Regions from separate parts of the Mus musculus genome. Here region 1 is linked to region 2. A link is a contact called in public HiChIP or PLAC-seq data. All regions are on one chromosome and are shown on one strand. Each heading gives the region's core, a stretch centred on a gene start, on an enhancer-like site or on the middle of the called end of the contact. The rest is flanking DNA. Distances are from core to core; before and after follow the strand shown. Region 1 overlaps Fhl2 (four and a half LIM domains 2). Region 2 holds the start of Bivm (basic, immunoglobulin-like variable motif containing).

Evidence for each region. HiChIP or PLAC-seq counts read pairs in DNA pulled down with a chosen protein or histone mark.
Region 1: a FOXA1 HiChIP or PLAC-seq map of pancreatic cancer cells shows a contact between it and region 2. The contact joins the enhancer-like site here to the promoter of Bivm in region 2. A contact is called at or near these places in 4 of 39 promoter capture datasets (the 3T3-L1 cell line, the C10 cell line, embryonic stem cells and 1 more) and 4 of 115 datasets of contacts at active chromatin or transcription factors (bone marrow-derived macrophages, large pre-B cells, memory CD8 T cells and 1 more).

Annotation. Positions count from the first base shown.
Region 1 is chr1:43,126,692-43,131,410 of GRCm38.p6, reverse strand. It overlaps Fhl2 (four and a half LIM domains 2), which reads left to right. Exons shown (of 6, transcript NM_010212.4): 5 at 2,981-3,167. Among named protein-coding and RNA genes, the nearest start is that of AI597479, 30 kb to the right of the region's middle. Within about 2 kb of position 3,025, at least 69 of the 459 cell types and tissues checked have an H3K27ac peak or open chromatin away from gene starts, as enhancers often do. A contact at or near this core is called in memory CD8 T cells and pancreatic cancer cells, where this site is marked.
Region 2 is chr1:44,117,355-44,122,447 of GRCm38.p6, reverse strand. It overlaps Bivm (basic, immunoglobulin-like variable motif containing), which reads right to left and starts at 2,480. Exons shown (of 10, transcript NM_144558.4): 1 at 2,174-2,480. It overlaps Poglut2 (protein O-glucosyltransferase 2), which reads left to right and starts at 3,675. Exons shown (of 10, transcript NM_023645.3): 1 at 3,675-4,130. The coding sequence starts at 3,949.

The sequences.
Region 1 (4,719 bases), core at 1,776-4,275, 990 kb after region 2:
TTAGCCTGTCTCTGCTAAGCTGATCTGGAATAAATAAGAACCAGAGAGGAGCTCTGCCACACCCTCCCACATACCTCTCCATGGATGGTGACACTTCCAGGACTTCAGTACCCATTAGGACCTATACCGGCCTGTTAAACCCTTTCCCTCCCTCACTTCCTTGCCCTCCTATGCCCTCCGCTCTCCTCACTCCCCTGCTGCCCTGCCCTCCACCACATCTGTGGCAGTTTTTTGCTTACCCCCTGCACTTGTCTCTTCTGGGATCTCTTTCTGCTGTTCAGCCACCACTTCTGGCTTGGAAACAGTTTGGTCCCTTCCAGCAAGGCTCATCTTGATGTGGTAGGGGAAGCTCTCATTGGGTTCACCCATAATGAACTCTGTAAGCAAGGCAGGGAGCACATCCTGAATGCTGTGTTCACTCGTGTATGTTTGATGGCCATAGAGTCTATTTATTTGTGCATATGCACAACAGAAACCTGAGCACCGTTTAGTGGTTGTTGACCTGTAGATCAGCTCCACTGCCAGGGCTACAAACCTGCAGGCACCCCTACAGACTCCACATGGCAACACTATGATAGCAGTCCCTGTGGCTCCTTTAAGTCACTCCTCCTGTCATCTGCTCATCCATATGGTCCTTTTAGCTGCAAAAGTGCAGCAGGCACAGTCTTGTGGGTGCATGCCTTTGTATATGTGCTCCCTAAATACACTCAGGGCTTTCAAGCTGGGCATGTCCATCCTCAGGCAAGGAAAGACACCCTATGGCACGAGGGGTCTGAGGACGGGCGGGACATTCAAAGGATGGATTTTAATCCTCGTGGAAATGATTCTGCAGCCAGCAGGGTGTCCTGATACATGTGCTGTGAGACAGGACAGATTGGTCACAGAGTAGATAACAAGAAGAACCAGCTAAGGTGGGGTGGAGGGTGGAGGGTGGAGGTTGGGGGTATTGAGGAAAGAAATCTCCAAGAAAGCCATGCTTAAGATGAAGTGAAGCTGAGCCAGCTGCTGTGGTGTGAAGAGGGGTGGAGGAGGGTGTGAGGAGATGTGGAGGGAGTGGGAGGAAGTGGAAAGTATGAAGAGAGGAGGAGTCTTGGGGGAGTGAATAAAAGATGTGAGGTAGAAGGGTTAAGAGGAGGAAGGGGCAGGAAGGGAGAGGAAGGGGGAAGGGGGGAAAGAAAGGTGGAGGAAGGGGAAGAGTAAGAAGGGGGAAGGGGAGGAAGGGAAGGGGAGAGGAGTAAGGGAAGTGGAGTAAGTGGGGGAGGGGAGGAAGTGAGGGAGGGGAAGGAAGGGGAAAAGGAAAGGGGAGGGGGAGGGGGATGGGAAGGAGGGGAGAGGGGAAGGGAGAGGGGGGAGGGGAGGGAGGAAGTGGGGGAGCATAGGGTATAGGAGACAGAAGAGCGGAGAAGGGTGTGAAGGGTACTAGATCCAGAACACATAGGGAGGACCAGAGGAAACTCAAGACAGAGCAAGCATCACCTTATATATACATGCTTCCTCTATCTCCCAGAACATGGAGACCCAGAATATTTTTTCATAAATTCCATTTCTGGGGCAGGGCAAATGATTTCTCATGTGTGGTTTAATGACAAGAGCACTGGACAGAAGGGAGTCTTAATTCTCCTTCTTGCCTTGTCATTAACTGATTCTGACTTAATTCTTGGACAATATCTGGGACTCAGTTGCTTCATCTACAGCCTAAAAATAGCATCTTGCCACACAAGCTTCATGCAGGGACTTCAGAAATGGCCAAATGCTGCCATACTGTTCATAAGGTAAAGAGCACTGGGGCAGGGCCTATCTTCTGTGGCCACTGCACGTCGAGGTGAGGCTCACTTAGCCTCCCCTGACTTCTGATTCTACTCTCCACCATGATTTAAACTCATATGGAGAGCAATATTTGGAGGTTACTGGATGCAGTTGAGGTATGGCAAGCTGTTTATCACCTTGAAGCTTCTTCAGAAACCTCCTATGACTTAAGATAGGGCGAGGATAAAGGCCTTCAGGGTCCCACGCCAGCAGATGCAGGTTCCAGAAAGCCTCTGCCTTTCTGCCTCTCTAGTTACTGTACAGGCTGAGCATGAGAGTAGAGCTGGAGAGGCCATCAGTTGCTGGGATTTGAAGGAAGGCTTCCACAGAGATTCATCCTTTTCTCTTCATCACTCCGACTTTGTAGACAGAACTGAGGTACTGAGGTCTCTAGCTACAGGATCTCAGGGCTGCTCAGAAGTAGCAGTCGATGCCTTCAATGTTATCTCTGACCACTGTGCTACCTTCCTATCTGGGATGGTGACAATGCCCCATGGCACTCATTCCTTCTGTTCCCCTGCACTACTGTGAAACCTAAAGACCCCACATCACTAGGGAGAAAGCCAGGAACCGTAGCAATGGTATGGATGATAACATGAGGTGCCTGGGGTATGAAGTTCCTTTTCTTTTCTCTTTTCTCTTCTCTTCTCTTCTCTTCTCTTCTCTTCTCTTCTCTTCTCTTCTCTTCTCTTCTCTTCTCTTCTCTTCTCTTCTCTTCTCTTCTCTTCTCTTCTCTTCTCTTCTCTCCTCTCCTCTCCTCTCCTCTCCTCTCCTCTCCTCTCCTCTCCTCTCCTCTCCTCTTCTCTTCTTTTTATTAGATAATTTCTTTATTTACATTTCAAATGTTATCCCTTTTCCTGGTTTCCACTCCGAAAACCCCCTATCCCCTCCCCCACTCACCAACCCTCCCACTCCCGCTTCCTGGTCCTGCCATCCCCCTACACTGGAGCATAGAGCCCTCACAGGACCAAGGGCCTCTCCTCCCACTGATGACTGACAAGGCCATCCTTTGCTACATATGTGGCTGGAGCCACAGGTCCCTCCATGTCGACTTTAACAAACTGCATATTTGTTGTGGGTGGGGCTCGTGTCTTACATCATTCATGGGCAACAGCAGTGACAGATGTTTACCAGAAACAGGGGTAGCCCTGACTCATACACTTGTCTCCCCCAGCCTATCACCACAGGAGGTGTTACTTACCGGGAGCAGCCCTGGCACAAGGAATGCTTTGTGTGCACAGCCTGCAAGAAGCAGCTATCTGGGCAACGCTTCACAGCACGGGATGAGTTTCCATACTGCCTGACCTGCTTCTGTGACTTGTACGCTAAGAAATGTGCTGGGTGCACCAACCCCATTAGTGGTAAGTGTCCTGGGAAGGCCATTGCCAGGGTAGAGACTGTCTGCTTCCTGGAACAACATGGACGTCTAGAGTGTTAGCATAAGAGTGTTGTTAATATCTTGAGGCTCTGAGCCCAACAAGCATTTTTGCCTCTGCTGTGTATCCTCAGAACACAGCTGGTGGCTTCCCCTTAAGCCTGGTGATGCAGAACCATTGGCATGTCATTGAGTGTTTCTGCTTGGGTCTGAGTCTATTATAGTCACATGAACAAAATGAATGGTGCATTTCAGCCCCAACAGCAGACCTGGTATTTGAAGTATTCATGTCATCTTAACGAGACTCTTCTAACCACAAACCACAGCTAGGTGGGGACACATTCTGAGTAGCACAGTCCCCAAAGAGTTAGACAAAGTGAGAGCCCAAAATGTGCCTGGTTGACAGACTAGTATTTGGGCTGAGCTATTGAGTATGGTGAAGATATTGAAGGTAAAGACTACTGGCTCCAGACTAAAGCCCTTTGATTTTTCACCATGTACCAATCAGTGGCAGGGGGTGAGAGTGCAAGTATTCTGTCATATATAGGAGTGTTTCTTGAAGTGGTCTTTCCAATCCCATTCATTCAGTCTACCTGTTTTTGTTTGTTCTTCGTTGCTCTGATAAACACCATGATTAAAAGCAACATGTGAAGGAAAGGATTTCTTTTGTCTTACTGTTTATACTCCATCATGAAGACAAAAGGGGCAGGAACCTGGAGGCAGGAATCCAAGCAGAGCCATAGAGGAGTGCTGCTTACTGGCTTGCTCTTCATGTCTTGCTCAACATGCTTGTTTGTATAGCCCAGGACCACTGTCTGGGGTCACACTCTCCACATTGGGCTTGCCCCTCCCATGTCAATCATTAATCAAGAAAATGCCTGACAGACTACTTGGCTACTGGAAGAGGTTCCCTCTTCCCAGACAATTCTAGGTTGTATAGAGTTGACAAAAAGCTAACCAGCCCACATTGCATCATCCCTGATGCACTGTCAGTAGACATATGTGGCAGGAAGCAGAGAGACACAGACTTTCCCCTATAGCTTTGTAGGTAGGGTCTTTCTTTATACAGACACGCTTGCAGACCATTGTGTACCTTGCCTAGAACCAAGTTGTCTTGTTCCTATGGGACTTCCCAGCTGGCAGGCCTTGGTTCATGCTTTATTTGCATGTAAAATTAAAATATACAAAATAGATAAATTTTGTTGAGACATCTGATTCTAGCGACTTAGATACTGTATTTCCTTTGAAATTAGTTTGGGAGGACAATGGGACATTTTCAGTGGCCTGCCCATCTTTGAAGCTGTTTTCCTAGCTTCTGCTAAGGAAATGTCTCCAACACTTTATAATTTATGGAAACGTAGTATGAATGTGAAGTACTTTATATTAGACATGGATGTCTGCTGCAGTTATAGAATTTGGGGAAAAGGTTAGAAGAACCAGAATTCTTCCTTTAAAACAGCAGAATTAATGCTCTGAAAAGCAATGATTGATTTTCAAGAACATATAGAAGAACTTTGAAACTGCAAACTAGAATGTAC
Region 2 (5,093 bases), core at 1,231-3,730:
CTGAGTTTCTCCACTTCTCCATTGCCCACTTCCTGTCTGTGATGCTCACGTTCTTCTTTAAAAGCTGTGTGGTAGAGGGGTATAATGTGTCTGTGGTTGGGTGTGGAACGATAGGAAACAACAGATGGTCAGCTGGGGCAGTGGGAAAGCTTGATTCAGTACATCCCAGGCACCCCAGGCTCTACCTTTTGTAGATCACAACCCGACATTAACCTTACCTTGCCATCACTGCCTCGCTCACCTTGAATATAATTTTGCCTATGGGACTAGTACAATGTACCAGAGTTTGATGGTTTTATGCTCATTTGGAACATATGGAAAGAAAAAAAGTATGGTCAAAATAGAACGTGGTAGCCCATTTCTGTAATTCCAAGACTCAAGATGCAGATACAAGAGAGCTGCTGCAAGATCTACTCTAGACTAAACTACACAGCTACTTCTGATCTAGCCCAGTACACACCGGGCAAGACCCTAGCTCAAATAACCAAAGCTAACCAAATAACATTGCCAAGGGAAACAGGTTCATTTATGAATGAAAAAATACAATGGAAATTGCTAGGAGATGAAGCTGTTAAGAGTAAAACACTTGATTTATAAAACATGCAACCATCTGGTTTTGGATTGTATGCTTTAAGCAATGGTCACTGAATAAAAATAATCTCTTTGCTCTCATTTTATCTTAAAAAAAAACAAACAAACCTGCCATCTACCTGAAGATTTTACATAGTTGTCACTGAAAATGAAAGATATCAACATTTCCTCATTTGAACCACTGTTTTATGTGAATATCTCTGAAAATACATATATTTATAGGTTTGATGACACAAAGTATATTGTAGAAAATTATGAAATATCAGAAGATATTCACAGAAAATGAAAAAGAATGACCCAGAACCCATGCTGGCACTCTACTTCTTTGCATCCCGTGACTGATCTGCATCTCCACCCTTTGTAGTTAAACTCTGAAGGGCTTCTGCTATGGTATCCTTAGGACTTCACTCAGAGCCTGCTTTCTTAGAATGAAGAAAGCCACAACTACTGGAAACAAGACCATTACAGGCATAGATTATTCTAGTAAGATGCAATGGTAGTCTCAGGGAAAACGGAGTTATGAAGGCTGATTGATTGTCCAGCACTGTATCTGCAGCTATCTGGGGTTTATATCTGCTTTTATCTTTATGCTTATAACTTCATGCCACCCACCCTTTGAGCTGTTCTTTCTAGTCTGATCCCTGCATAGACATCAAAGAGTAAAGTCTGCTACATATATATCCTCATAGAAATTTTCTGCCTAAGGCCCTCAGCTATTGAAGCAAAAGATCAACTCCTTACCCTACATACCTTCTTCTGTCCTTCCACATTACTTTTTGGTTTTCTGAATGTTGTCTTCCTGTAGCCCCTTACTAATTATTCATTCTCATCCATCTTTCAAAGTTATACTCAAATGTCACTTTCTGAAGAACTTTTTTTTTTTTTTTGCTGTTCTAACTAGGCCAGATACCCTATCCATAGTGAGGAACTTTTCTTTCTAGAATATGATTAAGCTTTCTAAATGTGTGTGTGTGTGTGTGTGTGTGTGTGTGTGTGTGTACACAAATGGTTAACTCCTGAAAGTCTAGTTTTCCTGAAATTGCATCTCCAGGCCTAGTCTTGTAGAAGCCAGGTCTAACAAACATTTTTAGGTGTCTACAATGCACTAGGCATTATTGAAATTGTTCTCCCTCGTTTTGATTAACATATTAGGACTTGCGGAATACCACTCAATTTATTCACAGTATCTCATAAGCAATATAAACCCCAAGCTTCTAGGACGGCACTAGAGGAATGACTTATGAAAGTCTTTGGAATGAACAATTCTGTCAAATAAACATACTGTTTGCAAAACCGATATCGATTGCCTGAGTTTATTCTTTTCCATTTATGTGCCTTTCGTGTCTACATGCTGAAGTATCACATTCAGTAGAGAGCTAGACATCCAATAAAATCTCAGTAAAGCCTTCCACATATCACAAACAGTATAATCAATATTCTGCATAGAAAGCAACTGAGACCCAGAAAAGTGTTTTGCTGAGGATTGATAAGAGCTGCTAAGACAGCAGCCAGGTGCCCCCCCCGCCCCCCTTTTCTATCAGCGCCCTTGCCTAGACTACCAGACCAGACCTGGGAGGCCTACCTGTGAGTATGAGATTCATGCAGCACATGATGCCCTCTGGAGTTCAGACTCTGAGGAGCCAGGAGACTTCCCACTGCCCCCTCTTTGAGGCTCCGAAGCACCTGAAGGTGACAAAGGTGCAGGTGGAGGAGAACCGGGAGAGCAGGGATGTTGCAAGTGCAACTGCTGCAGCGCTACTGTGCCGGGTTCCCACTACTGTCCTGCGGTGGCCAACCCAGTGCCAGGCGTCCCTAGTCCCCACTGGCCAAGACCAGATCTAAAGCCTTGTAACCTCCTCCCGGCCTGCTCCCTCACTCCCAGCCGGAAGAAAAGGCTCGCCAGGAGGGGGAGCGCGCAGGCCTGAAGGGGGCCGCTTCCTACGCGCTAGGGACTGGAGAGGCTGGTGGCACGCAGACAGTGACAGCCTGAGAGCTGGGAGGGGAGGCCGCGATGAATGATTATATCACCAATAATAACAATAGCGGGGGGGGGGGGGGGGCAGGGGGAAAAAGAATCCCCTTGCCTTGGCTCACAACCAGGCCGTCTATGTTTTCCACGCCCCTTACCCCGTGGAGGGAGGACAAAGCCTGCTACTCCTCTTGACCTCACTGGCCGAGAAGCGAGGGTGCAAAGAGAGGATGGCCACTGCAGGCCGGGTGCCTGGGATCCGCTAGCGCAGCGTGGAGACCCGCTCCTGAAGAGAGTACAGGGATACCCACGGATGCACCCCCCTCAGGCCGAGCTTTCTTCTGGTGATTTCTATCCCTTACATCTCTCCTCAGAGACTCAGCTCGACCCAGATCCTTCCAGGGGCGCGGCGGGGTGGGGGTGGGGGTGGGGGTTGTCCTGCAACGAGGCAGTGACGGCGCTACGGAGAGGCGGAGCGCACCGCAGTGCCTGGGCTAGGCCCTCCGCTGGGGAATACCTCTGTTCCTGTTGGGTCCCGGAACTCTGGTGCTGGAAGGCAACACCAGATCTGCATCCTCAAGTCTCCTACCCAAGGCCCAGAATCTTTCGTCCCATTGAGCGCACAAGAATAGCACCGAGTGACTGGGTATCATTGATAACACCTAGCCTCCCTTTCAGCGTTTACTATATACCTGCCATTTGCGGTGGATACCTTGAACAAAATATAAGTTGGGAAATCTTTGCTGTGACTCCAGACATGCTAGTTGCGCAACTGTAGTATTTAAGGTTGCCAGAAAGCCGTGCTCCAAAGTTGAAAAAAGAAGTAGAAAGGAAGGTAGGGGGGGAGAAAGGAGGAGGGAGAGTGAGGGACGGAGGGAAGGGACGAAAGTAGTTGGGGGTGAACTCCTGGCAGGATTTCCGCTAGTCCTATGGCGGACTACATATCCCAGGAAGCTAAGGGGCCCGGGACGCGTTTTCCACTCTGACCCACTCATCCACTAGCAGAAGACTTTACTAAGACTGGTCACAGCGCAGGCCAATCCTTCTCCTCTCACCTTGGCTAGAACTTGCGACGGATTCGTTCCCAAAGTGATGCTCTAGTGGCAAGAGTAACACAAGTTTGTCATTGTCCGGAGAAAGTGGAGCCTGCGGTTCTTAACCAGGTTCAGCAGAACGTGTGGCATCCTTCTCCTGGACATGCCACCGCTCGGGTTGTGACATTCTTGGGCACAGCATAGTCCCACGCGCGGACCCCGCACGTCAAGCGACACTTTAGGGACTTTGACTGCTGCTAGGACTGACCACCGTCCTCCTACCTACCCAGGCTAGCTCCGTCCACTTAGCACGTTTGCATTTATTCGTGGATCTTCCAAGACTCGGTCTTGTAAATGTTCAGCATTTCGCTGCTTTCCTGCCTTTTTCTGGGGACTGTGCCAGCACTTGCCCAGACCGGCGGAGAGAGGAGGCTGAGCCCAGAGAAGAGCGAAATATGGGGACCCGGGCTAAAAGCACACGTGGTCCTTCCTGCCCGCTATTTCTACATTCGGGCGGTGGATACCTCAGGGGAACAGTAAGTGGAGAAATGACTCCTCAACTATTTGAGATCGCGGTTTAAAATAACTCGAGGGGTTTTTGTTCCTGTTGTTTATTTTGGTTTTGTCCTTCATCTTTATATGCCCCGACTCGTCTTTACTGCTGTCCATTTACATTCCAGAATTCTCGAGTGCTGTCTACATCTGGTTATAATAGACTTTTCCTTCAAAATCAACTTTTCTCTGTGACTTAATAATTCTGAAATATGTATAGTGTAAATAATATTGCTAAAATAACAGCTCTCTTCTTGGCTGTTTAGATGGGAATTGAGGCTAAACAAATCTCCGTTATTTTTAAATGGGAAAACTAAACACTAGAAACTAAATGCATTCAAAATGCAGGAATATTCAGTCCAAAACACTTGTGTTACTAACATGATGACCAGTTATTTTGATTTCCCCCATAACTAAACATAATTTAGAGTACTGGTATATTTGTTAGACTTTTATTAGTAGTAATATTTTAATTACATGATGTGGGTAGGGTGTATACTCACACCCAAGTGCTGGAGGAAGCCAGAAGAGGGCCTTGAATCTCCTTGAGCTGAAACTGCAGATAGTTGTGAGCCTTAAGGACAATGGATACTAGGAACTGAACTAAGTCTTTTACATAATGGTAAATGCTCTAAACCATTCAGCTATCTCCCTAGCCCCACAGTACTGGATTGTATTTTAAGCCATTAAGAACAATTTTTCAAATAAGGTCATCCTTGAAGTAAACATGTTACAAATGACAAATTGCCAGCTGTGTTGGTTATGAATTAATAATAGTACACTGATAGTGCTCTGTTTGGTATGCTAAATAGATTGCTAGTCTTAAGTGTTATCTCCTGGCAACTATCTAATGAAATTATTTTATGTTATTATTGTTTTCTTTTTTATCTTTGTTCTATCATATTGGTTCTGGTCCTAAAAGCCTAAGAGAGTAATCGAACAACAAT